2 separate regions of the Zea mays genome follow, and region 2 is linked to region 1. Evidence: chromatin contacts called from public Hi-C data. All regions are on one chromosome and are shown on one strand. The core of a region is the stretch at or near the end of the contact, and the rest is flanking DNA. Distances in the headings are between cores, read along the strand shown.

Region 1 (2,814 bases), core at 94-2,593:
CGTCGGTTCGGTCCAGTCCAAGTCCAACGCCCGCGCTCGGTCCCGGATCCCCTTTTCCATGGAGGGCTCGCGTCTCCTGGAGTCCTTGGTAGCGCTGCGCTGCGCTGCGCATTTTTGCTGATCTTCTTTTTTTATGTTGTGTAATAATGCAGAATGCATGCGGGTGAAACAAACGACCACACGTTTCACGGTTAAATGATGCTCACCTAACGCATGGTGCGGTTTTCATTTGACCGTGTGTAAATCCGGATCCCCAATCACCGGCCACGTCAACAGTGGAAGCTAGCTTGTTTCCTTGCGCACGAGAGAGAGAGAGAGAGAGGGCTGCTGCGAGTCTGCGACTGCGACTGCGAGCAACCGCAGAACTCTCGAAACCATCCCCGCTCGGTTGAGATTCGAGAACAGAAGAGGCTACCAAGTGTTTACCCCTCCCCTCACTCACATGCCTCGGTTCTAGCCTTCTAGGCCGTCCCGGCCCGGCAGGTAAAGCCTTCCCTTCGAGTGCAAGCGATCCTACTGCTGCTGCTGCTGGGCGCAGGGCGCCACCGCCCGCCGCTGCATGCAGCCTGCCTGCGTCGCGATACGTGACGACGATGCGTTCTGCCAACGGACCGACCGCGAATTCGCGACCATCCGGGCTACCACGCGCCCGCATGCGCTACGACCGGTGAATGATGCAAACGGAGGGGGGGGGGGGGGGGGGGGGAGGGGGGGGATGCGCCTTTTGCTCGCCAGCTTTCTCGGGTCTCGGCGCCGCTCCGGCAGCAGCCGCTTTTGCTCGCCCGCGCCACGCCCCACGCCCCGGTTCGTTACGACCCGTCGCTTCCTTCGTGCGCGTGCGCGTGCAGGTGCAGGCGTCCAGCCGTCGTCTGATCGAAGCCACATGCCGCTGCCGGTGCGCCGTTTGCTGCGGGGGCCGGTCATCAATGCCCATCATCGCTTCACTTCGCTTCGCTGCTGACGAGAGGGGATCACGGCGGTACACCACGCCGCTTTGACCGGCACGGGTCTTCTTGGTTCTAAAGGCCGGACCGCCGGAGACTCCATGAGTACATCGCAGATTTTTTTTATATAAGAAAAATGAATAACATATAAAAATACCATATTGAAAAAAAGCGCCCTGTCGTACTCGCACGCCATTGCGTAGCAGACTAGCAGCCCACTGTCCCGTAGCGCCCGTTCGTGTTCATCGACGCCACCAGCCCACCAAAACACCTTCTCTCTCCGCTGGCTGCTGCCAAACCCGCCGGAGCTTTTGTTCGCGGCGAATCTCCTCTGCTTGTCCGCTTCCCCCTCGTATATAAAAAAAACACGCCGCGCGTGCCGGGTGCCGCGCTTTAACCGCCGCACACCCTCCTCCCTCCATAAATGGCCACTCCCGCTCCCACCCTGCCGGAGCCGGCCGCGCAAGAGCTGACCGCTGCCGTCGCCGGCGCCGGCCAGCGGCAGCAGCCCCATCACCAGCACCCGCTCCTCGCGGCGGCGGCTGCGGCGTCGCTCCTCGCCGTGCTCTACCTCCCCCGGCCGGTGCTGCTGCTCGTGCTCTCCCCGGCCTCGCTCTCCTCCCTGCTCCTGCTCCTCTCCCTCCTCCACCTCGGCTCCACGCCGCCGCCGCCGCCTCCCGCTCTCGCCGCCCCTCCTCCTTCCTCCCCGCCGCCGACGGAGGAGAAGAAGCAGCAGGAGCAGGAGCAGGCTCCAGAGGCCGCGTGCCCGCCGCCTCCCCCTCCTCCGCCGCCGCCAGAGCCGGAGCGTGGGGCCGTGTTCCCGGAGCTCCTGGAGTTCGCGTCGTGGGCGGCCAAAGGGCGCGCGCTGGAGGTGATCCACGAGGAGTTCGAGGCCGAGTGGGGGCTGCCGGAGGAGATGGGACTGCCGTGGGACTCGGACTCGGACTCCGACCCCGACTCGGGCAGCGACGACGGCTACGTCCGGGGCGGCGGCGACGCGGACGACGGCATGATCGAGATCGAGCTGGAGGAGGACAGCCTCATCGAGATCGACATCTCCAGGTGCCGGTGAGCGCGGTTACCGATTGGATGGACCGCGTATCATCGTCTTCAGTTTTTTCCCCCCTCCCTCCCTTCCGTTCCCGTCTCCCGCGGATTAAGATCCCTGGTACTTGGAGCTGAGGCTGTCGACAAGATTTCTCTTCTTAGTGAGTGATTAGGCGTGCGGGGTGATTGGAGTTCTTTCTTCTGTTGCTTTTTTATCTAGATGGCTTGCCGCCATGTACATATAGGATTTTACGGTGATGAGATAGGGAGCGACAAGCTCTGCTCTGCTTGCTTTCTTTTGTTCCTCTTTATATACTGATGAAACAGCTTGATTTGGTCGTTTTGAGACGAGGACGGCCATGATAACTCGGAAATCTTTACCAGTGGATTCGGTGGTGTTTTCTAATCTCCTGCGGTCCTGCCTCCTGTGGTTGGAGTTGGAGCATCATAACCGTCTGTGGTTGGGAGAATGATCGCCCTGGTCTCAGTACGCGTTGCAGAGTATATGGTAGGGCATCTGCATATCTTCATCATCGGTGGCGACCGCTGTGCCGCAATGCCTCACGCTGGTGCGTCCTGTTCCTGCTCGACGCATTCATTCATCGACGCCATTAGTGGCTAGGACTGTGCTGGAATCGCCGAGCTTCTGTGTGCCTTGGCGATGCCGCTTGGATCTGGATCCCAAGATCGCGTCAGTGGTAGGAGCCCGCAAGGTGGTTGGTTGCTTGGCTGGGTCGTGGGTGTGGTTAAAGCTGGTTCGCCGAATCAGTTCGCAGCACAAGAACAACGCCAGTGCTGGTGTGGTCCTGCTCCAGTACAGTAC
Region 2 (2,980 bases), core at 377-2,876, 200 kb before region 1:
GGTTGAATCCCTTGTCTTCGCCCCCTACTTCGCCGCCCATGGTGGCATTACATGTGTGTTGTGTAATAGCATCTGTATAGAGAAACAATACACTCAGAGCTAGACCACTGACGACGAACCTCTGTGCAAACTTTGTCAAGGACTTTGCAAGTAACAACTCCTTGTGTTTCGAAGTAAATCCTGTTTTTATTATAAACAAATAAAATTTGGTCACAATAATATTGTTTTACTTGGTTCAGTGGAAGGCTTGCAAAGGCACCAGAATATTTTGAAGATTTATTCTGTGGTCTAGCTTGTTTCCAGGAATACAGATTAAGAACCAGTGGTAGGACCCTGTGACAGTTGAGTCTTCTTTCTGTTATCCACATAAGTGAAAAAAAATTTGTAGGTGTCATTGAATAGTTAGGACTATTTTCAGCTATATAAAATCAAAGAAAATTGTAAGTTAATTCACATATATGTAATAAAGCTTCTTAGTAATTATCTGCAGGCACTGTTTGAAATAGAACGTGCCAAGTGCTCCCAATGCAAGCTCAATTGTTGCAAGCTTGTCAAACACATTAAACTCTTACCCTTGAAAAAGCGAGAAGAATACATCAGAAAGGTTGCTCCAAACATTGCAAGTACAAAGAAACTGCGTGTTGCACATTGATATCATGATTTTCCATGTTTTTTTTTTTTGCAAATCTAGGGCTAACAGACGGCTCATCTTAACAATATAACACACATTTGTACATAAGTTATCACAGTATTATATGTTTCCGTTGCAACGCACGGGCACTCACCTAGTTTGTATAGAAGAGGATTTAAGGTGTGTTTAGTTCGCTCATTTAGTCTCAAACCTAATAGGCTCTTAATCCTCTCTAATTTCCCTAACCAAACAAGCCCTCACGCTGCTCCGGCCGCCGCATGCTGCGATACGGATCCGGCGAGGCACGGTTGTGTCATTGTGTGGGCAAGGTAGGCAGGCAGGCGACCTCTCCGGGCCACACCTGTGTAGTATTTGCCGCGCGCCACCTCCGCGCATGAGGTCATCGTGCACCGCGTACGTACCGGCCACACGTGTTGCCGTACCGCCACGGTGGACACGTGACGTGAGCGCCACGTTTCGACACAGTCCACGACCCCCTTCTGAGTATCTGTACGGTAGCAAAAAAAAGAGCGCATGCATAGGCGAAACTAAAAATGTCTACTCCCTTAGCATTTAGCAATAACATGCGTCTCATCGAGAGTAGTTGTTTGTTTGATTGATGACCACTCCAGTAACAATAACATGCTTCGTCTCGTTTAGCACTGACACCGATTAATGATGACATGAGGTGAGGCTGCGCGGTGAAAGGGGCCGGTATACGTGGCTGCGCGGCAGGCCCACCAGAAACGTGGCCGCCTGCGTCGCGGGCCCATGCGCCGCCCGCTCTCTACCCCCACCGCTCCCCAACGGTCACTTTGACCGTTTGAACCTCGGCCGCTCTCATCGGCACAGGCAGGAAGGACTACACCGCCCGCATCTCCCTCCCACCACCGTTCACGCGGGCCGGGCGGGCCTCATCCGATGGCCCGCGTCTCGCCATCGGCTCCGGTCCCCTCGTTATAAACTCCTCGCCCCACCGCGCCGCGCCGCGCCCACCTCTCACATCGCTTCGCTTCCTTCCGTTTCCCTAGCTGCCGCGAACGCCCGCCGTACACGGACACCGACAGCTAGGACGCGGCACTTCTCGTGCTGGGTTCGGGGAGCTGGAAGAAGAAGACTAGACCAGGTCGATGGGGTACGCGCGGACGCTGAAGGCGGCGGCCGCGGCGGTGCTGGCGGCCGGGGGCGTGCGGTTCCTTGGTCCCGCGCTGGCGGCGTTCGTGACGGAAGAGCTGCCACGCGCACGCGCCGTGGCCGCCACCTGGCTCACGCCGCCGTACCTGTACCTCGTCATCAACGCCATCATCATCTCCATCGCCGCGTCGTCACGCTTCCAGCCGAGCGACGGCGGTCGTCCGTCGGCCCCTTCGTATGCCCCCGCCGCCGACGCCGGCGCCGGCGCCATCGGAGTAGGAGGAGCGGGCGAGGAGATAGAGCAGGACGGGATCCAGCCTGCGGTTGCGTTGCAGGTGCCTGCGGCGATGCCCCTGGTGGCAGTGAAGGCCGCGGCCGTCGCTGCTGTCGAGGAGCGGGAGCCTCTGGTGGAGGTCCACACTACAGAGGTGGCGCCGGTGCCGCCAGACGAGGTGGACGAGGACTACTCGATTTCAAGGTCGACCTGGACGCCGCGTCGGAGGGGCGAGGAGCCGGAGGTGGCCGCGGATGTAGAGACTAAGGTGCTGCCGTTCACCGACCTGACCAACTCCAGGGACAAGCCGCTGGTATCGGCGAGGTTCAGCAGGAAGACGGCCAAAGCAAGCCCAGAAGGTAACAACCTTGCTCACGCGCTTTTGCCATCCTCAGCACGATTCAAAGGTCGCTTTGGCAGTTCTGTTTGGTACCAACCGGGATTCTGGCAATCGCAGGTAGCAGGGCTCTGCGGGTAGCGCGGCCGCGGAAGGAGGAGACGCTGGAGAGCACGTGGAAGGCCATCACGGAGGGCCGGGGCCCGCCGCTAGCTCGGCACCTCAAGAAGTCCGACACCTGGGACGCCCGCCCGGGCCGCCGTCCGTCCGCCGGCGGCCGCAGCGGGGAGGTCGATCCAGCGGCGGTCGCGCCGGCGGGGGCGATGCGGAAGGCCGAGACTTTCAACGACGGTGGGGGCGCCGGAAGGAGCAAGGCGCCTCCTGCGCCGGTGCGGCGGGAGCCGTCGCTGGGGCAGGACGAGCTTAACCGCCGCGTGGAGGCGTTCATCCACAAGTTCAACATGGAGATGCGGCTGCAGCGGCAGGAGTCGCTCAAGCACTACAGCGACATGCTTGGCAGGGGCATCCGTTACTGAGAAGGACTTGGTGCAAATCGCTGCGGCTCGCAGGAAGGGTTATATGCCTTTCTCTTTTTTGTTCCGTG

The links. Hi-C and Micro-C count contacts between places; a contact is called where the count stands out from the background.
Region 2: a contact with region 1 is called in a Hi-C map of ear, with 2.3 times the contacts expected there. The contact joins the promoter of LOC100284699 here to the promoter of LOC100274599 in region 1. A contact is called at or near these places in 3 of 25 Hi-C or Micro-C datasets (ear, leaf and tassel).

Annotation. Positions count from the first base shown.
Region 1 is chr7:166,531,408-166,534,221 of Zm-B73-REFERENCE-NAM-5.0, reverse strand. It overlaps LOC100274599, which reads left to right and starts at 1,343. Exons shown (of 1, transcript NM_001148951.1): 1 at 1,343-2,362. The coding sequence starts at 1,369. The coding sequence ends at 2,016.
Region 2 is chr7:166,735,225-166,738,204 of Zm-B73-REFERENCE-NAM-5.0, reverse strand. LOC100284699 reads left to right here and starts at 1,626. Exons shown (of 2, transcript NM_001397418.1): 1 at 1,626-2,398; 2 at 2,497-2,980. The coding sequence starts at 1,762. The coding sequence ends at 2,912. It also overlaps the pseudogene LOC100193600.